3 separate regions of the Gossypium hirsutum genome follow, and regions 1 and 2 are each linked to region 3. Evidence: chromatin contacts called from public Hi-C data. All regions are on one chromosome and are shown on one strand. Each heading gives the region's core, a stretch centred on a gene start, on an enhancer-like site or on the middle of the called end of the contact. The rest is flanking DNA. Distances are from core to core; before and after follow the strand shown.

Evidence for each region. Hi-C and Micro-C count contacts between places; a contact is called where the count stands out from the background.
Region 1: a contact with region 3 is called in a Hi-C map of leaf, with 2.4 times the contacts expected there. The contact joins the promoter of LOC107922242 here to the promoter of LOC107921026 in region 3. A contact is called at or near these places in 2 of 34 Hi-C or Micro-C datasets (callus and leaf).
Region 2: a contact with region 3 is called in a Hi-C map of leaf, with 2.5 times the contacts expected there. The contact joins the promoter of LOC107921001 here to the promoter of LOC107921026 in region 3. A contact is called at or near these places in 2 of 34 Hi-C or Micro-C datasets (callus and leaf).

What each region holds. Positions count from the first base shown.
Region 1 is chrD01:54,863,411-54,866,591 of Gossypium_hirsutum_v2.1, forward strand. LOC107922242 (CTL-like protein DDB_G0288717) reads left to right here and starts at 1,402. Exons shown (of 3, transcript XM_016852162.2): 1 at 1,402-2,756. The coding sequence starts at 1,684.
Region 2 is chrD01:54,751,293-54,754,633 of Gossypium_hirsutum_v2.1, forward strand. LOC107921001 (thaumatin-like protein 1) reads left to right here and starts at 1,699. Exons shown (of 3, transcript XM_041087432.1): 1 at 1,699-2,155; 2 at 2,256-2,925; 3 at 3,046-3,341. The coding sequence starts at 2,083.
Region 3 is chrD01:54,152,650-54,155,830 of Gossypium_hirsutum_v2.1, forward strand. LOC107921026 (TSET complex member tstD) reads left to right here and starts at 1,625. Exons shown (of 5, transcript XM_016850878.2): 1 at 1,625-1,819; 2 at 3,113-3,165. The coding sequence starts at 1,767.

The DNA of each region.
Region 1 (3,181 bases), core at 152-2,651, 710 kb after region 3:
GAAAATTAAAGGAATGGTGATCACAATTGTAAGTAAACTTGTTGTTGGAAGAAGTGAGTTTCTGCAAACACTAAGCTGCGATTGCTGGGAAATTCCTAGTGAACTCAGTGTATTCAGCCAAGATCGTTGTTCCTCGAGCAATGAAGCTATAAATAAACGCTTCCTGATTCATTCTTTTTCTCTCTTGAGTTAAATTCAGTTAGCTCACAAGTTAATCACAGAGACTGAACAGAGAAAGACAATGAAACTTTTCTTGTTCTACTACTTCAACGTTAATGTTTCCTTTTTCATTTTTTTAAGATTGAGTCTGCCATTTCTTTGTTTGTTTCAAAAATAATTTTGTGTGAGTTTAATCATCTTTTGTAATTTATTAATTTCTATTCTTTATTTTTTGAAATATGTATTTTCAATTTGAATTTGGGTGTTTGGAAAGAGAGAAAATTTGGGAAAACGTTGAGAAAAAAATGTTTTATTGGAGCAACAATGAGAAGGGAAGAGAGAAAGAAAGAATATGGGAAAGAAAATTGTTTTGATGATGTCATCTATAACATTGTGCTAATGTGACATGACACATAGGTTATTTCGTTAACTTGTCATTTGATTGACGGTTAACTCACGTTTACCGTTAAAATTAGACTAATTTTTAAAAAATCGTAATATTGAGGATGTCAATAAAAAAAGGGATTAAGGGCCCAAACCTAAAAATCTATAAACGTTGAGGGTATTTTATGCAATTAGGTCAAAATTAAATAAAATACTAAAATAATTTTTTTTATAAAATTAGAGAATCAAATATATATAAAACTATATTCTTTACAACCGATAATGATAACTTAATTATTATTAGTTGAGAAAATTTAGCATGTCTACTCTATAACATTTTGTCGTACTACTTTTAGTTGAGAAAATATAACATTTTGTGTAATAATATTTTTCATACTTTAAATAATAAGATTTTATATTTGAGTTAAATAAATGAAATAAAAAATATAATATATTTGATAATGTATTAAGTAAAGATAATTTTATGTTATGGTAAATCACCAAGTAGGTATAATCTTTCCCTTAGATCACAAGAAAAAAAGGATTGATCTAAGAGTGACAAAATCTGTCATAAATTACCACTTTAATACTAAAATTAACAAGATGAAAAAACAAAAATGGATTGAACGCCTTTGTTGTTGCTTTTTGATACCATGAATCGTGGTCATCAACTCCAACTACTTCATTATGTACACTTGTTAAATTCACTTAGTGTTTTTCTAATAATTAAAAATATATTATTGAAATTTAATTATAATTATTTAAAAAAAACTATATTTCTTTGACATTTTTAAGTAATAGTTCACCCGAAAATAATGGACTTATCTCATATTTATTTTAGTAATGAATAGTTCCACGTGGCACTTCAACAGTTCCGTTCCACCACGACCAAACGGTCCAAACCCACTCATCTTCTTCTCCAGCTCTCAGTTTAGTAATTCGGCTTCCATTCCATGAACAAACAGTCAAACAAAAACCCCCAAATAAATTTAAAATTAAATAAATCCCCCCAAAAAGTACTAAAACGAACAAAACAATAATTATTGAAAGCCAAAGTCCTAAAATTTCTTCTTGCTAATCAGATAAAACGTCTCTCCCCACGGTTGTTTTGTTTTCTCCGTCCCTTGATTCGTCGCTGCGATGGGCAGCACGGAAGAAGATACCACCACTTCCAAACCCACATCTCTATACGACGCCGCTTCCTCCACCGAACCTCTCCTCTTCAAACCCACCACCGGCTCTGCCTACCCATCTCCTCCAATCGAAGAACCACCTCAATCCGGCCCCTCCGAATCCGACCCAACTCAGTCCCTCCAGATCTCTTTCAATTACGGGCCCAGACCTTTCAAAGACCTCCCTTTCCTCATCCTCTTCCTTCTCTTCGTCCTCTGCACTTTCGCTTTCGGTATTTTCTCAATCTTCCATCGAAACGGCAACTACTCCAACGTTTCGGCCTTCACCTACGATTCCAATTCCACTTCGTGCGTTCAAGATACTTCCTTTTTATCAAGTCAATTATGGGTCTCTGAAACTTCATTTTTTGCGTTGTCAAGTTCCAGTCTTTGGACGTATTTAGTATGGACCCTTGTGATAACTTCAGTTTTAAGTGTACCCATATGTTTGCTTTTGCTTTTATTACTCAAACACTACACCAAGCAGATCGTTTATGTCTTGCTTCCTTTCTTTATAATCATGCCGGTTTTCTTTGATGTTTATTGGTTCGTTGCTTGTACCTTGAGCTCTTCTTGTAGTGATGCTTTCCCTTTGGTCTATAGAATTCTGGTGCTTATTTTCATTTTGTTAATAGTTGGGGTTATTGTTTGGATCATTGTGGCTAATTGGCATCGGATCGAGTTGACTGTGAGGATTATCGGGGTTGCTTCCGATGCGCTTTCGAGGAATTTAGGGTTGTTTTTGGTGATACCGTTGTTGACCGTTGGATTGTTGGCTTATTATGCGTCAATTGTTGTGTTCTTGGTGTTTTCTAGGTTTAATGGGAAAATTGTGGCTAAAGAATCGAATGGGGAGTATACTTGTGTTTGGAAACAAGATAGCTGGGTGCCTGCTTATTTTACATTGGCTATTTTGACAATGTTGTGGTCCTTGACCAGTATGGTGGAAGCTCAGGTTTATGTTACCAGTGGCACCATTGCTCAGTGGTACTTCTCCAAAGATGATACGAAACCTCACCGGAGCATAAGGAGATCTTTGAGGTAACTTGCTACTGTTTTTAGCTTTTCTGAATAAAGATCTTTGCATTTCAATATATTATTATAGATGATTTGTGCTTCTTTGTGAGGGTAGTTCAAACTAAGCTTGAATTGGAACTTATATTTTTGTGTTTCTGAGTGGCTGCTTTGAACTTTGGATGCATGCTTACATTATGAATACCTGACTGTTTAAATAGATTAATTATCAAAGATTATGATCTTGGTGATAAAGCTTAGGATAATTGTAATGGCACATAGTTGATAACATCGATTTTAGTATGGTTGATAGCTGCATGATGTATATGAGTATAGTATTTGTACTTGAGTATGGAAGATCACAATCGTGATAATTCACTTTGGTTTGGACTTGTGGATTCAATTTGACAACATTGTTTTGCATTTGATTGAATGGAGTGAAGAATGGTCAA
Region 2 (3,341 bases), core at 449-2,948, 600 kb after region 3:
ACAAAACATCTTAACAACATTTATTTATTTGCTTATCAAGTGAATTTATAAATATATAAACATTCATCTTTCGAATAGCTTATGCAAATATTAAACTAGATTATATTTATAAAATCCTAAAATTTTATTAAAAGAATCAAAACCTATAAATTTTATCAAGAATTTTAAAGATTCAATATAGTTTATAATTGAAATATCAAATTCGGAAAATTAAAAAAAAAACAAATCAATCCAAAAATAATAAAGAATCAATTCATTCTCAATTATTCTCAGTAATATTAAACGTCTCAATGATTCTTATTTATTTAGTATTACTTTTAGTGAATAATTAAAATATTAACTTAAAATTTATTTTTACAACCAATGATATCCGAATTATATTTTCGAGCCTAGCAATAACAAACGAAAAGAAGCTAAAAATAAGGCTCGTTTAGGGGAAGAAAATATTGGAAGAAGGTGAAGCTTAAGCTGATTTACTCGCAAAATCCAATTCTCCAAATTTCCCAAACGTCATGCATACAAATGAAACAACTTTTACACATGCATTGTTAATGGATATACAGATCATGAGTTGATTTAGATGCTGGTGCAATAGACGAAATCATGAGTTGAATTGAGTGAAGCTGTCATTGCACAGGATTTTCCACCATAGCTTCATCCCTGACCAACTCTGGCTTGTCCTCAAAGCGGAAACTTTTTGAACTTGATTCAGGTTTACAACTTTACATTCATTAACGTCGGTAGCTTTATGCTTTCCTGGTGGAGATGATGATGATTCGATTTCAGAATAAGAATGTTGGGAAAATTATTTAATTATATATTTTTAAGGAATAAATTGATAGAATTTATAAATGTGGAGTGTCAAATTGATTGAACTATTTAGAAATATGATCAAATTGGTAGAATATGAAAGTATTGAACACTAAATGTGTTATTATAACAATTAAGAAAATTCACGGCATCATTCCTACTAAAGATTTAACAAAGAGTGATCAAAACAAAAACAATTTAGAGTGTTAGTGACAAAATTAATTTTTTTATACTTGAGTGACTAATTTTTTCTTAGTAAAGAAATGAAGAATAAGGGTTAAATGGAAGATATTTCAGTAGTCAACTCTCTTACTCTCACATTGCTCTTCTTGCACCGGTTGCTCGACTTGGAGCTTACGTCTTGTCGGATAAAATCATCAATATTGATTCGATGCATGAATTCATGTAATTTGTTTCAATGGCGGAGCATTTAATGATGTGACTTTGTATTTGTGTTGTTGATGTTTCTATAAAATTTACTTTTTTGGTGTAAAATGTTTTTGGTATGACTTGATTTTAGGCAATGATACAATGTTGTTTTTGGACTTAATTTACATATCAATAAAAGAAAAGGGATTTCTATTGCTGAAATCTGAAAAGAAACACCAAAAAAACAGGATGTGGTAAGTCTAAATTCCCTCAAATACATCATCAACCACCCAAAAGATGGTCGTCTCCTCTCAACTCAACCCCATATAGAGGTTCTTACCAAATTCCAGCTCTGGTCGTTTATCTAAACTAGGGTTGAGGTTTTGTTTGGAATTTCATACCCAGATTCTCCTCCCAGTATTACTATTTGTTTGGGTTTACAACGAAAACCCTGCAAGTCAAACAAAATAGACCAAATAATTGACCTTTTCTTTTGACAATTATGATGACAACAGTAACAAACAGTACTTCCTACTTAAAGAAAATGAAGAAACCAAAAATAAAAGGGTTAACAAGTGAAAAGAAGGACAAGCCCAGAGGATTAAAAAAGAAAGCAAGATTAAGGAAGGATATAGGAATTAGTATTATATTACAATAGCAGTGGCTGTGTACTGATATGCACTCTCTCTATCTCATTAACACTTTTGTCCGTTTTTAGTTAATCATTCATCCTCCTCTTTTCACTCTCTTCTTCGCCAATATCCTCTCTCGTGGAGTTCGGGGGGCAGATTAATCACTTCACCCTCCCCTGCTTGTCCTTTCTTCTTCCATTATTCCTCCTTTTTCTGCTCTGGAAATCTTCTAGGCTTGTAGCTAAGCTAAGCTAAACGAGACTTCTAAGACATGGATCTTCTTCACTCCTTTAGCTCATTAGCTCTTATTCTGTATCTCATTGTCTTAACTCTGAACTCTAAAGGTTAAACCCAGCTCTCTCCTTTTTTCTGGGAGTCTCTCAAGCATCGTGGTTTCTTATATTTACACTAAAAACCCCATCTGTTTTTTTTTCTTTCTTTCAGGTGCATTAGGTGCTTCTTTCACATTTGTCAATCGATGTGGCTACACGGTGTGGCCTGGGATATTAGCAAATGCAGGCAGTCCTACACTCGACAGCACTGGGTTCGAGCTACCAAAGGACTCGTCTCGTTCATTTCAAGCCCCAACTGGCTGGTCCGGTCGTTTTTGGGGTCGAACGGGCTGCACATTTGACGGATCCGGGTCTGGTACGTGCGTAACGGGCGACTGCGGGTCGGGTCAGATGGAATGTAACGGACTCGGAGCTGCTCCGCCCGTGACTCTGGCTGAGTTCACTCTGGGAACGGGTGGGCAAGATTTTTACGACGTCAGCCTTGTTGATGGCTACAATATCCCCATGATCGTTGAAGGCAGTGGTGGGTCAGGTTTTTGTGCTTCGACGGGGTGTACAACTGACTTGAACCGTCAATGCCCGTCGGAGCTCCGGGTTGGAGACGGTGACGCTTGCAAGAGCGCGTGTGAGGCATTCGGGAGTCCCGAGTATTGTTGCAGTGGCGCGTATAGCACACCTGCCACATGTAAGCCTTCAGTTTATTCTGAGATGTTCAAGGCCGCTTGTCCCAGATCTTACAGCTATGCATACGATGATGCTACAAGCACTTTCACGTGTACTGGAGCAGATTATACGGTTACCTTTTGTCCCTCTTCTCCTAGGTAAATGATTCACTTGCTTTTTTTTTAAAAAAAAATTGCTGTCTAAACTCTAAATATGATGAAGATTATAGTGATTATTAACCCTTTTAATGTTTCCAACGATGTGGGATTTTGTTGCAGTCAAAAATCTTCGAGAGATGCTACGCCAGCTACAGAAGCTACCCCAGTGACAGGCTCAACGTCACAAGGGTCAGGGACACAGCCCGGGTTTACTTATTCTGGTAATGGATATGGATATTCGGTTTCAGGGTACGGATACCCTGGTTCGGGTTCAAGTACTGGGTCAGGATCTGGGCAAACCATGTTGACAGATGGATCATGGTTAGCTGGTTTGGCAATGGGAGATTCACCAAGAACAATACCATCTCCCACTTTTCTAGTACCATTTGCACTCATGGCATCAACAGCTTTGTGTT
Region 3 (3,181 bases), core at 375-2,874:
GCTAAGTGGGATATAAGTAGCTGGCTGTTGTTTAAAGTAGGTCATTTCATTGAAGATTTTAAGAGTTTGAGGGAAAGAAGATAGCACCTGCCCACAAGGGCGGAGTCAGGAGCCGGTTCCCTAAAATGAAAAATTTTATATTTGAGTCTCTTTATTATGTATAAAATTTTAAATTAATAATGGTAAAATTATACTTTAACCCCTCAAAATATAAAAATTAAATTCAATCCTTTAAAAATTATAAAGATATAAGCTATTAAAATAGTGAAATTAGACTTTTATTATCATAAAGATATATAATTTAATTCTGGACCTTCCTAAAAATTATTTTTGACTCCGTCCTTGCTACCCACACCAAAGCAAGGGTCGAGGAAGAAGATATTAGAAAGCAATGAATAAGAGTAATCTGATGAGCTCCATCACCAGCTCTTATCTCATGGATGGAAAGGTTGTCAGCATTTTAAAAAAAAAATTAAACTGATACGATTAACATGTCAGGCGACATAAAAAAATTATTTTATTTGTATTTGTATATTATTTGTTCGGTATTTTAAGAAATATATATTTTTAAAATAAAAATCAATGCTGTCAATGCATTAAACGACACCATATAAATTTTTTCCCTCGAAAATAATTGGCATATGAATGTTACTTTAAAACAAACATCTCATTTTCATAATTAATCTATGTTTTATACCATTTTTTTATTATTTAGTTATTTTACCCAAATGATCCAAAAAAATAATTAATTAAAAAAATGACCGATGTTAAAAAACAATCACCTAAATAACCTAAAATAAATAATAAACTTGGGTAAGGGGGACTTAATTGCCGACGCCACTTAAATTTTTGACACAATTATTGCCTAATGATTGTGTCAGGGGTTAAAAAAAATATTTTTTAGGGTACTGGACACTAGATGGTCGGAACTATGTATTTTTTTTTCAAATCGTAGCATATCGGTATACATTTATACCGATATTTAAAAAAAATTGAGTGCTGGACAGTAAATGGCAGACACTACTTTTTTTTATAACTTTTTTTTTTGTGTTGGCACACTGATGGCCAACACCCACTTTTTTGGGAACCACAAATTTTTTTTTTAGTGCTAGGACAGTGATGATCAACACCCTTATACTAAATTTTAAAAAAAAATTTGGGGTGATGGTACATTGATGGTTGACACCCTTTTTGTTTATATATATGAAAGCTCCACTACAACAAATTAAGCCTTTAGCGGCATTTTTCGTACGTTTGGAGCGAAAACGCCGCAAAGGTTGAACTTTTAACCGTATTTGTATTAAAAAATGCCACAAATATATACCATTAGTGACTGTTGGTGACTCCGGGCACTTGTTCAATTTTCTGCCCTACCGTGCCATCGTGCCATGTTTCATGGACCAAACATTCGGCTTCTTGTATTTGTTTTGGGCCAACAGCAAAATTTTCAGTTAAAAACACTAAGTCACTACTAAACGAAAAACACTGCAATAAGTCATTCTATAACGGCGTTTGTAGAAATAGTGCCGCAAAAGGTCAAGAAATAGTAGCGATTTTCCCTAAATGCCACTAAAGGTATAACAACAATACAAAACTCATCCAACCCGACATCTGATCCGACCCGAACTAAACGTAAAATAAAGAAAGGAAAATGGGAAAGAAAACGACGATTGACGACACAGAACAAAGCAGGAGTAACTTAGCTGATCTCCGTCTCCCTACCTCAAGAGAAAAAGGGAGTATCTGAGAGAGGGAGATTCATCGCCATGATTCTCGCGGTGTTATTCGCCAACTCTAAAGGCAACATCTTAGTTGAACGGTACGTCTACCCCTCCATTTTCTCCCATCCCATCCCATCTTATGCTTTGATTTCTTTTGCTGATTTTTCCAATTATGCTCTTTATCGCTTCTAGTTTGTTGAATTAGTTGAATCTTTTTTGTATAGATGTTAATGGGTCTTTTTTTTATGGAAATCGAATAATTTTATTCTACTTTCTGGATGGGATTTGATTTGGTAGAAATTGGAAATGGATGATGTTTGGCAAACACATGATCTGTTGTGGCTGTTCATGATCTATGGAATTGGAAATGGGATTTTATTTCTTTTTGATAACATAATTGAGCATTACCTCAAGGATTATGTTTTATGTCAAAGATCTGGTTATGTTTGTTCAAAACTGTGTTTTGTTATAAAATTTAAAATTCAAAATTCAAAATTCAAAATTTTTTTGTTTAATGCCATGGAAAATTAGATTTTTTTTTTTTTGAAATATTGAATGAACCATTTCATTTCATGAACACAATTTGCTCTACATTTTCTTTCAAAATTTCTCTCAATTCTTTCAATAATTTTTTTAAGCTTTTGATTCTTATCAATCAATCTTGAAAAGTTTATTTCTAGCAAGATTTTCTATGTTTTTAAGATCAAAACATGATTTTCCATATTTTTTCTATTTTTGTAAGAATATGGAAAAGAAGGGAGATCGATTTCTTGATTGTTCTTGACTTTGATTTTTGGAAAATCCAACTAGGCAATGATGATGTAACTTAATTTAATGATTTTCTATCCATGAAACTTAATTTCCAATGATTTCCTCATTTTTAAAACTATGCTCATGTTTGTTGGGTTAGAGAGAGTCAAGATTTCTAAGATTTCTTGTTGTTTTCCAAGTTAGATTTACCATGCTAATTAGATTTCTTGTTGTCTAAGTGAGGAAAATTTGAGTTTTCAACAGAGAATTCAATGTTTGTAGGTTAGTTTTAAGTTCTTAAGTATGAATATAAGGTTAGATTTGAGTTATGGTAAGTTTCGATTTGAATTCTTGAAAGTGGGCATTGAAGTGAGAAAGTGTACAGCTAAATCGCATTGCATGATTTTGTTGAATTTTAAAGGTTTTGATGGTTGTGATTTTGTTGATCTGTTCTAACATGATTGAACTATGTCAAACGCTTGCATCTGCCATTAGCACAGAATTGTTAGTTAATTGCTCAAGTCTTGCATGGACTGCAATGAGCACAGCATTCATTTTTAGTTCTATTGTAAATGTTTTAAACATGTAGCTAAAGTTTGTTAAGTTGCAGATAGTCTAAAGTATAAACAATGGTTCAACAGGCCTGATTCACTGGATTTCTTTACCAAGCTTCCATCTTTGTTCGCGTGGTCTGGTAACTTTCATAAGTG